Linked DNA regions of Gossypium hirsutum: regions 2 and 3 are each linked to region 1. A link is a contact called in public Hi-C data. All regions are on one chromosome and are shown on one strand. Each heading gives the region's core, a stretch centred on a gene start, on an enhancer-like site or on the middle of the called end of the contact. The rest is flanking DNA. Distances are from core to core; before and after follow the strand shown. Region 1 has its middle 26 kb from the start of LOC121214167. Region 2 holds the start of LOC107921257 (homeobox-leucine zipper protein HOX3). Region 3 has its middle 30 kb from the start of LOC121214181.

What was found. Hi-C and Micro-C count contacts between places; a contact is called where the count stands out from the background.
Region 2: a contact with region 1 is called in a Hi-C map of leaf, with 1.6 times the contacts expected there. The contact joins the promoter of LOC107921257 here to the enhancer-like site in region 1. A contact is called at or near these places in 3 of 34 Hi-C or Micro-C datasets (callus and leaf).
Region 3: a Hi-C map of leaf shows a contact between it and region 1, with 2.4 times the contacts expected there. The contact joins two enhancer-like sites. A contact is called at or near these places in 7 of 34 Hi-C or Micro-C datasets (fibers, hypocotyl, leaf and 1 more).

What each region holds. Positions count from the first base shown.
Region 1 is chrD01:48,086,659-48,091,019 of Gossypium_hirsutum_v2.1, forward strand. No RefSeq gene overlaps it. Among protein-coding and RNA genes, the nearest start is that of LOC121214167, 26 kb to the left of the region's middle. Within about 2 kb of position 2,158, at least 3 of the 9 cell types and tissues checked have an H3K27ac peak or open chromatin away from gene starts, as enhancers often do. A contact at or near this core is called in leaf, where this site is marked.
Region 2 is chrD01:47,760,130-47,764,490 of Gossypium_hirsutum_v2.1, forward strand. It overlaps LOC107921257 (homeobox-leucine zipper protein HOX3), which reads left to right and starts at 1,801. Exons shown (of 4, transcript XM_016851134.2): 1 at 1,801-2,274; 2 at 2,527-2,723; 3 at 2,877-2,956. The coding sequence starts at 2,187.
Region 3 is chrD01:47,802,209-47,806,569 of Gossypium_hirsutum_v2.1, forward strand. No RefSeq gene overlaps it. Among protein-coding and RNA genes, the nearest start is that of LOC121214181, 30 kb to the right of the region's middle. Within about 2 kb of position 1,788, at least 2 of the 9 cell types and tissues checked have an H3K27ac peak or open chromatin away from gene starts, as enhancers often do. A contact at or near this core is called in leaf, where this site is marked.

The sequences.
Region 1 (4,361 bases), core at 908-3,407:
GTTATCACTATTAAATTTATTTTATTAAATCAGATTCAGTACAATACCAATCTTTAGTTACACAGCTACTATGTGAGTATTGTTTTTATTTCAAAATGTCAAATAAACAAATTTAAAAAAATAAATTTTAGTAATGTTAACAATTAGACCTGTATTTTTTAAATATGAAAAGTAAAGAGATTAAACTCCAAATTATTAAAGAATATGGTGATTTATGACATATTTTTAAAAAAAATAGAGAGAGAGAGAGAGAGAGAGAGAGAGAGAGAGATTTCAAATTTTATATGTTAGTCACGGTCTATTATTGGTTGGAATTTTTTCTTATTAGATTTAACATTTTGGTGTAAAACGGTTAAAGGGAGAATAATTTAGGAAACACTTATGGCAAAAAAAGGGGATAAAACCATGACCAACTTGGTCGAGGGTTCAGTCATTGCCCATGAGAATTGAACACATTTCATGGTCAATCGTTTACCTCTTCAGAGAGCACATGCGATGAGATGATTAGCCATTGCTACCGACGGTGGATTTCCAATTTTCAATCAAAACAAAAAAGGAGGGAGGCTAGGTACCAACTTGGGAAAAGGATATAGTCCCATTTAGGGTTAAGCCTTTACAAAAAGTAAGTTGATAATTTCACTAATGGTTGGACTAATTGAGATACTAACTTGAGAAAAAAAGAATAAGTACCAAATAAAATATGAGAATAACTTATATTAGGATGATCCTAAAATATATAGTTTTTAGGTACCAATAAAATAATTTCACAATATCAACTTTTAAAGATATACAAATATTATTCTATACTCAATCACATACAATATCATCTCTAATTTAATTTTGCTTTAATTAAAATAATTAAAATTTAGGGAGAAAATGTTGAAACTAAATGCTGAAAAAACATAACAAAAAATAAATAAAATTTTAAAATGATTAAATCAATAATTAAAAATTAAAAAACGATAAAACCACAATCACAAATTTAAAAAAAAAACTAAAATCAACCATTAAAAATATAGAAAAAAATAAAAATTTGAAAAAATATAACCACCTTTTATCAAATTCTGAAATTTGATTAAAAATTAAAGAAATTGAAACTGAAATTGAAAAGTTACCTACCTTGAAATTAAAAGAATTAAAAAAATTGACCGCATACAAATAAAACACAATTTGAAAGCAAAGAAATAAAAGACGATTAAATTTAAAAAGAGAACTAAAATAATTTAAAAATTATAATAAAGAAAACATGTTTGTTAATTTATTAAAATTTTTAACTTGTTAAGTAATTTAATTAAAATTAAATTAAGTTAGAAAAGATATTAAATATGGATGATTGTATAATAAAACTGGTATATTTTTAAAAATTGATAATGCGACATTTTATTATTAATACTTAAAAGTTATATATTTTAAAATCATCCTAATTATATAATTTATTCTCATAAAACATATACATATATAATTTAAATTCTATAAGCATTTTCCAGAAACGAACCATATAATCATCTCCTATGTTTCTCCAATATTAACTTTCTTTTTTTAGTCTTGCTCATTACCATTCAACTTAGATTTGCTTAGAAAGTAATTATTTTCGAGTGAAATAAAAATATTCCACAGTCAGGTTAAGAACGTTATTTTATTATTTTTTATCTTTTAAATTAAATAAAAAAACATTTGAAAATATCCTAATTTGCTTATAAAATTTTTTATTATATTTATTTTTTTAGAATAAAATTTTCTTATATTGATAATGAATAAGATAATGGTTAAAAAAAAGTGATTATCTGAATAACGACAACTAACAATACGCATGCGATCCTAAAAATCCTGCTAAATTTCCTCATTTATGAGAGTTGATGCAAATACATTCATGTGAACATAGAAATCTTCAGACATTAAATTTATATTAATGATGTTATTACATTATTTTAGAGTAGACAAATCTAAGAAACTTTGACAAAATTAAGCTATTTTATTTTGCAAAAGTTTCAAAGACATCAAAATTGTATTACAACACAACTAAAATAAAAATAAAAAATTCACGTCTATATGCAGCACATGCACGTGAATCCAATAAAATAGACAGCCCCCAAACCAAATAAACGTCATCATATAATTATAAAAAAAATAAATAAATGCATTATTAGGTGGTTATGAAACATGTGGTGCTGTCCTCGTGTGCGTGGCTTCATTCTACAGCATACGATGGGGCCAATATATACGCCATACCAGAGTTATCAAGATTTAAGCAAACATAATACCCAAAAGAAAACAATTATTCCAAAATATTCATAAATCCAGTTTATTGAATCATATTTTAACCCTTCAACGGCTCCAATTACTACCCTTTCTCCATTTTATATGATATATTATTGTTATTGCTCTTGATAGTGGCGTTGATGCAAAGTTTGTTTGCTCCCATTGATGAATCAGTGACTCCAAGGGGGTAGGGGTTTGGTCCTTGGATAAAATGGTGAATTTATGTTTTGAGTCCCTCGTAAAAATCAGCAATTTAATTTATATTATTATCTCTGACTTAGCCCATGCATTGATGAATAAAGTAGTGGAGAAAGTGGGAATAGGAGAAGCGGGGGCAATTAAGCCGTGGCTCGGACGGGAATGAATAGAAGGCAACAAAAAGGTAATAAAGACATCAGAGAGGGAGAGATGGTAGATGTAGGGTGAACCACGGACATGAGTCGCACCAGGGACCATTCCAGGGATTAGACTTTTGAGAAATGAAAAAGTGCCCCAATCCTTCCTTTTGGCATACCAACCCATCACATTTCACATTTTTAATATCAATCTTTTGGGACGCATCTTCTCAAGTAACCCATGCCCTTGTCCTTTCTTTTTTGCACTCTTCTTTCTCTTTTTTCTTCCCCATCACCCTTTTCTGCTCAACTTGGTTCAAACGCACACAAACGGCTACATCTACTATCTTTGATAAAGCTAAGTGTGGGTCTCTTTTTTTTTGTGTGTGTGCTTTCAAACTCAAAGCTGGACCACTTTGATGAAACATGATTCATCGGTGGGGAAACACTTTTTTTTAGAATAGGTTCACAAAGTCAGCCAGTCCATGTGGTTGGAACACTAGTTTATGTCCACAACTGGATAAGATCCTTTTATTCCTTCATTCAAAACTACCTGGTAATGTGTTAAAGTTAAAGGAATTGCCATTTCAAGTTTAAAAAAAAAAAAGGTAATTGCATTAAAAGAGCTTACAAATTATTAACTATCAAGACACCACGTAAGGACGGTCAAAATTGAGCCCATGGACATGGGGCTGCAAAAATGGTTCAAGCTTATATTTGGGCCTAAGTTTTGGGCAATTGAAATTACTGTCTTACTCTTATTAGATGGCAATGGAGTGGGATGAAACAATTCCTATGACCAAATTTTTAGCACTCAGCTGTAGTACTTATTCCACCTTGAAATTTTACAAAAATGTTATACTATATTGATTTAAAAAACTGAATATAAATATATTCTAAAGTTTTATAGAATTAAGAAATTGTTATAAAAATATTTATAAAATTAAAATATAAGTTCTATGTTCTTATAAAATTAATAGTAAAAAAATTAATTTTAATTATAAAATTAAAATAAGTCATTTTAATAAATATATCGAGCCTAGACAAAAAAAGTTTCTCAATCTCCACCTTGAAATCTAATTTTGAGAAGAAAGAAAAAAACACCTACCCTTATGACATAGAAACAGGTTAAAACTCGACAGTTTCGTTTTCTTTTTCATTCCTATTCATTGCCTTACATTTCTCAAATTTGTGCCTTTCTTCGAACTTTTGTTTAATTTAATTATTTGATGCTAGTAATGTATAGGAGAGAAAATGGTTAAAAAAGGTCTAAATGGAAACCTTTTAGCATGAGGTCCAATTAACAATATGGTTCAAATAAAAGGACAAATGGCTGACCCACATTTTGAGATGTGGTAGTAGGCAGAATAATAGATGTAAATAGTGGCTTGATAGATTAGAGCAACCCAAAATTTGTGCAATTGGGGAAGCCTATGATGTATTTTTTCTTGACATTGCACAGATCCTTACATAAGAAAGCTTTATGGGCTGGGTCAATCAAATTTGGGTTATTTTTAGATTTGATCTCATTCAATCTATTTATTGAAACTGAATGGCTTATTGGGTAGGGCCATTAATCCCTTTTTTTCAAACTCGCAAAACAATAGTCTGTTCAATTTCTTCAAAAAAATTCAACAATCTCTTTCGCTTTTTCCAGAATCGGTGATAAAATTATAGAGAGGGGTTTGCATGCTCTCTTTTGATCATAAAAAAAATAGATTCTTTTTTTTTAACTATATAGCCTTTGATTCATTAAAAAAATTGAAC
Region 2 (4,361 bases), core at 551-3,050, 330 kb before region 1:
TTTTGGTAAAAAAAATCCTTACAATTTTATCACCTAATGTTTAGGGTATTTTCATTTTAGTTACAAGTGCTAAATCCTTAATGATGCTAACAATACATGCCAAATCATGCCCTCATCATGTTTACACTTTCATTTTAGTCATCCAATATCTAGGTCTTTTTAATTTTGGTCACTGAAAAAATTATTTTTTAAAGTCTTGATCGGGGTAAAAAATTTAAGGATTAAATTGAAAAAACAGTAAAAGCTAACATAATGCATTAAAATTGTGCTAAATTGTATTTATTGATCTCATTGCTGAAAATTCTAATTTTTTTAATATTGAAATTTTAAATTTCAAAATATCAAAATCAGTTAAATAAATTATTAAAATTTTTTATCTATTGATAATTTTAATGGATTTGTTACTATAATATTGAAATTAATTAAATTTATTTATTTTAAAATTTAAAATTTTATTTTATGTTTACAAAGTATCTTTAAGGAAATCAACTCGAATAATTCATATTTAATAATTGTCTAGGAAACTTAATTTTATTATTATATAATTTCAAATTTTTCATGCTAAGCTAAAAGGAAAGATTGCAATTAATTAAATTAATTGCTTGTTATTCATTAAAGAAATGATGAAAATAATTATGGATTTTGTTCGGCTTGGAAGATAAAATTAATTAATTTAATTAATTGTAATGATTTTTCTTTTCTTTTAGCTTAGCATGGAAGATTCGATATTATATAATCAAAAGAAATTTGAGTTTTGTAGACAATTATTAAATATGAGTTATTTGTTTTGATTTTAATTTGAGAAAATAAAATAAAATTTAAATTTTAGAAGAAGATTAAATTAATTAATTAATTAATTTAATATTGTAGTAACACATCCTCTCACACCATCAATGGCTATGAAATTTTCATTATTCAATTGATTTTGATGTTTTAAAATTTAAATTTTCAATATGAAAAAATAAAATTTTTGATAAGGGAGTAAAGACAAATTTTAATGCATTATTTTAGTTTGTAACAGTTTTTTAATTTTAATGTTTAATATATCTTTTATTCCAATCAATACTCAAAAGAAGATATTTTTAGATAACAAAAATGAAAAGAAACTAAAAATTAGATGAAACATGATATGATGTTAGAGATTTAATACTTAAATAACTGTAATGAAAGAAATTGATGATTAATGGTATAGTTACTTAATTTGTTATTATACTTACCAACTCCACAAAACATTGAATAACGTTTTTTTCCAATTAATGGATGAAACTTACCAAATAAATGGAAAGTTTTGAGGGAAATATACAAGTTAATAATTGTTGTACAATTAAGTATGGGTGTAAAAAGGTAGAAGCAATAAAGAAGAGTGAGAGAGATCCCTAAAACATAAACAAAAATAGTCCTAGGCTTACACAGCCCTTACCCCTTGTTTCCTCTCTCCCATTTAATGTCTTTTAATTTGTTTCCCCATTCTTCTCCCTTTTGCATTTATGCTCTAATACGTTACAATTCCTCTGTACACCCTTCCAACATCATTAATTTGCGCCCTCGCAATAATTATTCATTTGACACTTTCTGATTATTAAAATCATACATTGATCACCAAAAAGGTCAGCCAAATGAATGGCCCAGATGCCTCCATCACCATGAAGATGTAATGAGGCTGAGGTGTAGGGTATAGGAAGGGCACCTCCAAACCAATAGGCTCCCCAGTCTAAGCTCCCAATCATTTTAAGCTGACTTTTGAACCCAACAATGAGACTCCTCACTTTATAAACAGCGAAACATACCCCTTATTGTACTACACCACCTAAGATTTTCCAATATCTATCTGATATGATACGTGTCTCACATCAGATGGGGTCAGGCGTTTGACTTTGACGACCACAGTCAAAAACCCTAGCTAATTTTAATATTTTTATTTTGCTTTCCTTTTTCCTCATTAAAATATTTTTATTATTCATTTACTGTATCTATTTATTACTTAAGACTTTTATATCTATCACACCATCCCCCCATCTTTTTCCTCCTTCCTTCGTTTCTTTTCATATTCTTGTGCTTGTTATTTGTCTCCTTTTGTTTCCCTTTTATTTATTTATTTATTTATTTTTATCTTTTTTATAAACTTTACCTTTTATCTCCTTAAAATCAATCGTTATCTTTCTCTTCTTTGTTCTTCTGCAACTTTCATGGCGGTTTTACCCACCGGCTCTTCACACTTGGAGTTGACGATATCTGTTCCTGGTTTCGCTTCTTCCCCTTCTTTCCCTTCTTCTGGTAAGCCGAAAATATTGTTTGCTTCTTAATACTGATAAACATAGACACACACACATATGTCAACCCTTTTAGTATCATCAGTCTTTGATCTTATGCTATACCCGGATTCCATGCATGGTTTCCAGAAAAATGTTTTTTTTCTTTTCTTTCTTATGCTTTTTAAGATGGTCGTCCCCATGGGTGATGAAAATAGATTGATTTTGCATCAAATTTGATTTATTTACCTCGTTTCTTTTTAATATTACGTTAAAGGTGATCAAGGGGGTTGTACGGTGAGAGATTTGGATATAAACCAAGTACCAGCAGAAGATGAATGGATCACAGCAAGCATGGAAGATGAAGAAGAAAGCTGCAATAATGGTGCCCCTCCTCGAAAAAAGCTTCGTCTTACAAAAGAACAGTCTCGCCTTCTTGAAGAAAGTTTCAGACTAAACCATACCCTAAACCCTGTATGTAAAATTTTCAAACTAGTACCCTACCCTTTCCAAACTTATTAATTAACACCAAACTAACATTTTCCCTCTTTTAACATAAAAAATACCTCATAAATTCATCACACCATCTCTTTCATTTAATGTCTTTTTGGATTTTTGTGTTTTCAGAAGCAGAAAGGGGCATTGGCTTTGCAGCTGAAGCTTAGGCCAAGGCAGGTTGAAGTTTGGTTCCAGAACCGTAGGGCCAGGTACCCTATACGTATACACATATGCATATACATAAATTAATATATATATTTTTTACATTTAAATGAATTCTCATTCTTTTTTTTTTCCTTTTCAATGAATCATTATTTCGTTGGTGGTGTTACTAAAGTAGCTTAGGGTAGATATATATAACAGAATAAATAAAACTTAATCAATAATTCCATCGGTATATTTTTCTCACACTAATAATATAGGTAGAAATATTTGAACAAAAGATTTTGTTTCAAAGATTTAGTTATTAGAGATATAATAATTTATGATGCTAATCAGTCTTAGGCCTGTTTCTCAAAGCTTAGATTCATTTTTATGGGGTTCTCTTGTCATTTCCCTGACAAAACGGTTGTCTTTGGACGTTGATATATCACTATCACTCTGTGATATACATTTTATTAGAGTAATTAAAAGCAAGCTATATATACAACACCACGTTGTCACCGTAAAATTCTATGAATTTATTCAGATTTTTAGGGCCTTCAAACAACTTGGAACAAGTTACAGGATAACTATTATTATTATTATTATTTATACTATATATCATTTTTTGTCGTGTATGCATGACATAATAAGCAAAACAAACATTTTGCCATTCGTTGTCTTTATGGCCTTCCTTCACTTATCTTTCACCTAAAATTTCATATGATTTTATGCTGCAAAAGGAAGTTGCAGTTTCTTATTTTCATCAATATAATTTTCTCATTGCAAAACTTAATTAGCATAAAATTTAGATGAATATAAAAATAAAGTAAGCAATAAAACCGGGTAGATAGATAGATGTAGAACTATTTCATTAAGTCCTTTTTCTTATTATTTCATAGACGCAAAAGCAATCATCCATGTATAATCACAAAACCAGGTTATAGAAACAAAAAACGACACACGACCGAAAAGCAGATCAACAGACTTATGAAGAACTAATGATGTGGTCTGATTTCATAAGCTGATAATAGAGAGCATGGGGGATTAAAAAAAAGAAGAAGAAGAAGAAATGGGTATTATCACAATGATGGCAGCAAATTAAGAAATATTGCTTGTCTGCTTCAGGCCCGAATGGTAGTCAGATCATCATCATCATCATCATCCCCCTTTTCTCTAATAAAGTCGTGGTTTGACCCATCATTCTTTGGACTTAGCCATGCATTGATGAATTATTACATACGTGTATTACATTATTGAATGAAATGAGTGAAGGGAAAGATAGGTTGGTATATTATAATCATGCATGTTCTTTTGTTTGATCAGAATTGCAGTTTGTTTTGAGTGATAATTGATTTGTCTGTATGTAATGGTTAGCATTTAATAAGATAATAAATGAACTTGAAATACGAGTAAAATCCAAGCTTGAATTTATTACTCTCCATTCATCATCAGTTTAAAGGAAGGGGAAAA
Region 3 (4,361 bases), core at 538-3,037, 280 kb before region 1:
AAAATAAGGGAAAAAATCAATTACTATAATTTGGGAAAGAAATATATATTTTTAAATATATATTTAAAAATAATTTTATATAATTTTATTTTTTAAAAATATATTTTTACTTAATTTATAATAAAATATATACTTTTAAAATTTTTTAAAATTTAGGTAAAAAATGTTTCTTTGGAAAATAAAAAAGATGCTCACAATAGCTAGGGGTGTTCAAACAGTTAAATGTTCGGTTAACCGACCCGAAATTTTTTCAAAAAAAATTAACTAAACGTAAATATTTCGGTTAATTCGGTTAGTTAACCGAATTAACCAAATTTATATTTTTTTTGTTAAAACAAGTATAAAACATATAAAAAAATAAATTGATAATGTTCATTTGAATGAATTAACATAATTAAAACTACATATAATTTGTATTATTAATTATTAACTTTGGTTAATTCGATTAATTACTTGATTTTGAACTGAATTAACCGATAATTGAACTTCAAAAAAATCATTAACTGACCTCCGACCAATTTAGATCAACTTATAAACTGATTAACCGAATGAGATCCGTCCAGTTGATTAATTCGCTTTTAACTAAAATTTAAACACTCCTAACTATAGCTTCACTTACCTGGTCTAAGGTGTCCTGATTGGACCGCATGCGATGTCAACATAAATTCTTAGGCAATTAGGGTTTGGAACTGTTTTTTTTTTAAAAAAAAGAGAAGGGTTTAGAACTATTTTACTAAACCTAAATAAAGTACATCGGCTTAGGCTTTTTGAAAGTTTAAAGGGACACGTTATAACAAACTCTAAAGTACAAGGCTCTTTCTTACCATTCTCCCTTAAAATTTTAAAGATTTGTAATTGAAATAAGTTAGATTTATTTAAATTTGGCTTCAATTATAATGAAATTATATTTTTATTTCTAATTTCATTTATTTTAGTTCTTTGAAATTTTAGTATGGAGTGACGTTAATATCACTTATGGTTGTTTTCTTAAATAAAATAATAAATTGAAATTTATTTAAAATAAAATAAAATTTATTTAAAAATTAAAATATATAGTTTTTAAATAAAATTACCTTCTTAAAGCTCAAATCAACTCTTTTTTTTCATGGAGTTCTCCTTTTCTATTTCAAAAGCTAAAATTAAATGTTAAAAACTAAATGCTTTTTTGAAAAGAAACCAAATAAGCTTTTTAATAATGCCTTTTTTTTTAATTTGTTGAGACAGTTAAATATAGAAGCTAAACTAAAAAGACCTCTCATCTCGAAACTTATCTTGAGACATAAAAGATATAATCTCCGAACATAAATTCTAAAGTCTCAATATATAACCACATCAAGATAAAAATACTAAATGCTAAAATCAAAAGAAGACTCGTCTCAAGACATGGAACTGTTTGTTTCAAGACAATGTTGAATTTTGATAATAATAGTTTAGATTCAAATTTTAATTATGTTGTGCAATTTCTAAATGTATATAGTATGTTTAAAGTGCATGCATTTAGCTTATTTATGTGATTGGTTGAGGTTGTATGGAAATTTAATTACTTGAATGCATACTTGAAATTGATTCAGGATCCGGTCGAGTGTGGAAAGTAATATTTAGTGCTTTAATATATATATATATATACTTTTTAATTTAGAGCCTAATTAAGCTTGCCGCCCAATTTATCTTTGTTTTAATTTTGAGCCCGTTTTAATTTGCAGCCTATTTCTATTTTACAAAAAATGAGTCGAAGTTATATTTGCCAGTCCAATTGTTTTTAAGCCCAAGCCCATTGCATATTCATCTTTCAATTGGTAGCTAAGGTTTCTGACCCCTAGCCACCGCGCCACCACCACAGGAGCCACCAGTGTGAACACCAACGAACATCGGTGTGAACACACGCACACGAGTATAATTTTCTTTTCAACCATTCCCATTCACATTCACGAATCAGCAAACTATTATCAACCAAAGCAGTTACAACAACACAATAACAGAACCGCAAATAAAAAATGAGATTAATTTGAACAATCATGCATCATTAAGAGACCAAAGGAGATTATGAATTAGTATAAGAATCCTGTAAAAACAAGAGAAATGGATGGGGTCAATTGGTATTAGTAGACCATAATGAAAAAGAATGAAAAGGAGGATAATCGTAGAGCGAGTCGATAATAGACAAAAGTTATAAAAAAAATAATAAAGAACACCAGAGAGAACAACAAAAAAAAAAGAGAGATTTTTGAAGGCGACTGTCGTTTCCTCTCTCTCTTTTTCCCATTCTTTCCATTTTCTTCTCCAACTTATTTAGATCGTTGCATGCATGTTGAAGGAGGAAATCTGGATCTCTTTGGTTCTATTTTGTTTTGTTCCTTTTTGTTTTTCCTTTCTCCATTTCTTTATTTTTTTTATTTGAAAGAAAATATGTTTAGAAAAGAAATAAGATGGAGAATGCCTTAACCTAAAAATCGAAAAGGATTTTCAAATTTTTTAAAGGATATAGAGAAATTCGAATATGAAAAAAAAATTGAAAAAGTTTTTGTTTTATTTGGAATAATAAAATATTTTTTAAAAGGATCAAGGGTGGTTGTGTATACCGGCCACTATGAGAGTGATGCAGAAGAGAAGAAGAATATTCACAAAATAGGGTAGAGAAAAGAGAATAGAGGTTGAGGGAAAAGAAAATAGATTGAGGAAATGGTACTGAATTTTCTTAACCAACCATCAACACTAGTTGGTGCTAAAAAGGAGAAATAACGGCTATGACAACTAGCACCTATTATCATTGAGGCAAAACGCCTCATTTCACTAAACTGAATCCTCCTCCCCAAAATGTAACGTATTCATTAACTATAACAACCACAAAAAGCATTGTTGTTACAAGAAATTTAAGCTACATAATTAAAAATTAAAAGGTAATTATCCCCACGCCCATCCCATAATTGTATATTGAATCCCTGCTACCTTTTTATACCATAACAAATACCCCTATCCTCAAGCAGGTCCTTGTCCTCAAGGATCAAAAGTAGGATATTGCTGCTAGAAGTTTATCCAAGTTTCCCAGTTGAATCTTCTAGAAAAGTGTCTGCTCATTCTACTAACACCTTAGTGATGGCATGGTTCTCTTTCTTTATCATTCTCCTTTCAAGAATCCTCACTGGTTCCTTCAACAGTGAACCATCTAGGCCTACAGGAGGTAAACTAGGGGAATTGGTAGCTGTGCCAATGTGTCTTTTCAGCTGTGAGACATGGAAAGTGGAGTGAATTCGAGCCCCTTCAAGTAGTTTCAGTCTATAGGCCACTTGTCTAACCCTTGCTTCCACTAGGTAAGGTCCATAGTACTTGGGAGAGAGTTTTTGATTTCTTATCTTCCTCAATGAGTGTTGTCTGTAAGGTTGAAGTCTCAAATATACCAAATCTCCCACCTCAAATGATCTATCAGACCTCTTCTTGTCTGCTAGCTACTTTATTCTCTCTTGCGCTCTCTTCAAATGGAACTTAAGTCGCTTCCTAAGGCCCTCCCTGTGTTGAAGAGTTCTATCAAACTTAGCTACTGTCGAGAAACCTTCTAAATTGGGTATATGGATTGGTGGATCTTGACCATATAAATCAGCATAAAGAGTATGAGTGGTATTATACCACCATTCGACCAAGGGCAACCAATGAACCCATTCAGTAGTTTTCTCACATGTCATGCATCTTAGGTTGCCCTCTAGGCATCTATTTAACACTTCTGTTAGCCCATCAGTTTGAGGGTGATAGGCAATAGATAAATAGAGCTTGGTGACTAGAAGTTTGAACAATTCTTGCCAAAATCTACTAAGAAAGACTTTATCCCTGTCATAAATAATAGACTCAGGAACCCTAGGCAGTCTGTCTTAGTCCAAATAAATCTGAGCCACAATAGTAGTAATATAAGGGTATGCCAAAGCAATAAAGTGATCATGCTTAGTCAACCTGTCCACCACTACCATAATGGTGCTTTTACCTTTGGACAATGGTAGACCCTCCACAAAATCCATGCTGATAGCAGACCAAGCTCTATCAGGTATGTGGAGTGGTTGCAACAGCCCTGGATAAGCAACATTATCATTTTTGCATTGCTAGTAGATGATACACTTTCTAACCCAATTTTTGACATCCTTGAAAAAACCTTTCCAATAAAGTATACTTGATATTCGATGTCTGGTAGCATGAACACCAAAGTGGCCCCCAATGGATTCATTATGAAACAAATCAAATATGGCTTTCCTGAGCTCTGGTTTACTGCCTATCACTACTTTCCCTTTTCTTTGGAGGATTTTGCCATCCCATGAATATTTAGAATCTTAGTGTGGATGTTGTAATTATTTGCACAATTGCTAAATTTTAGTGTCCTC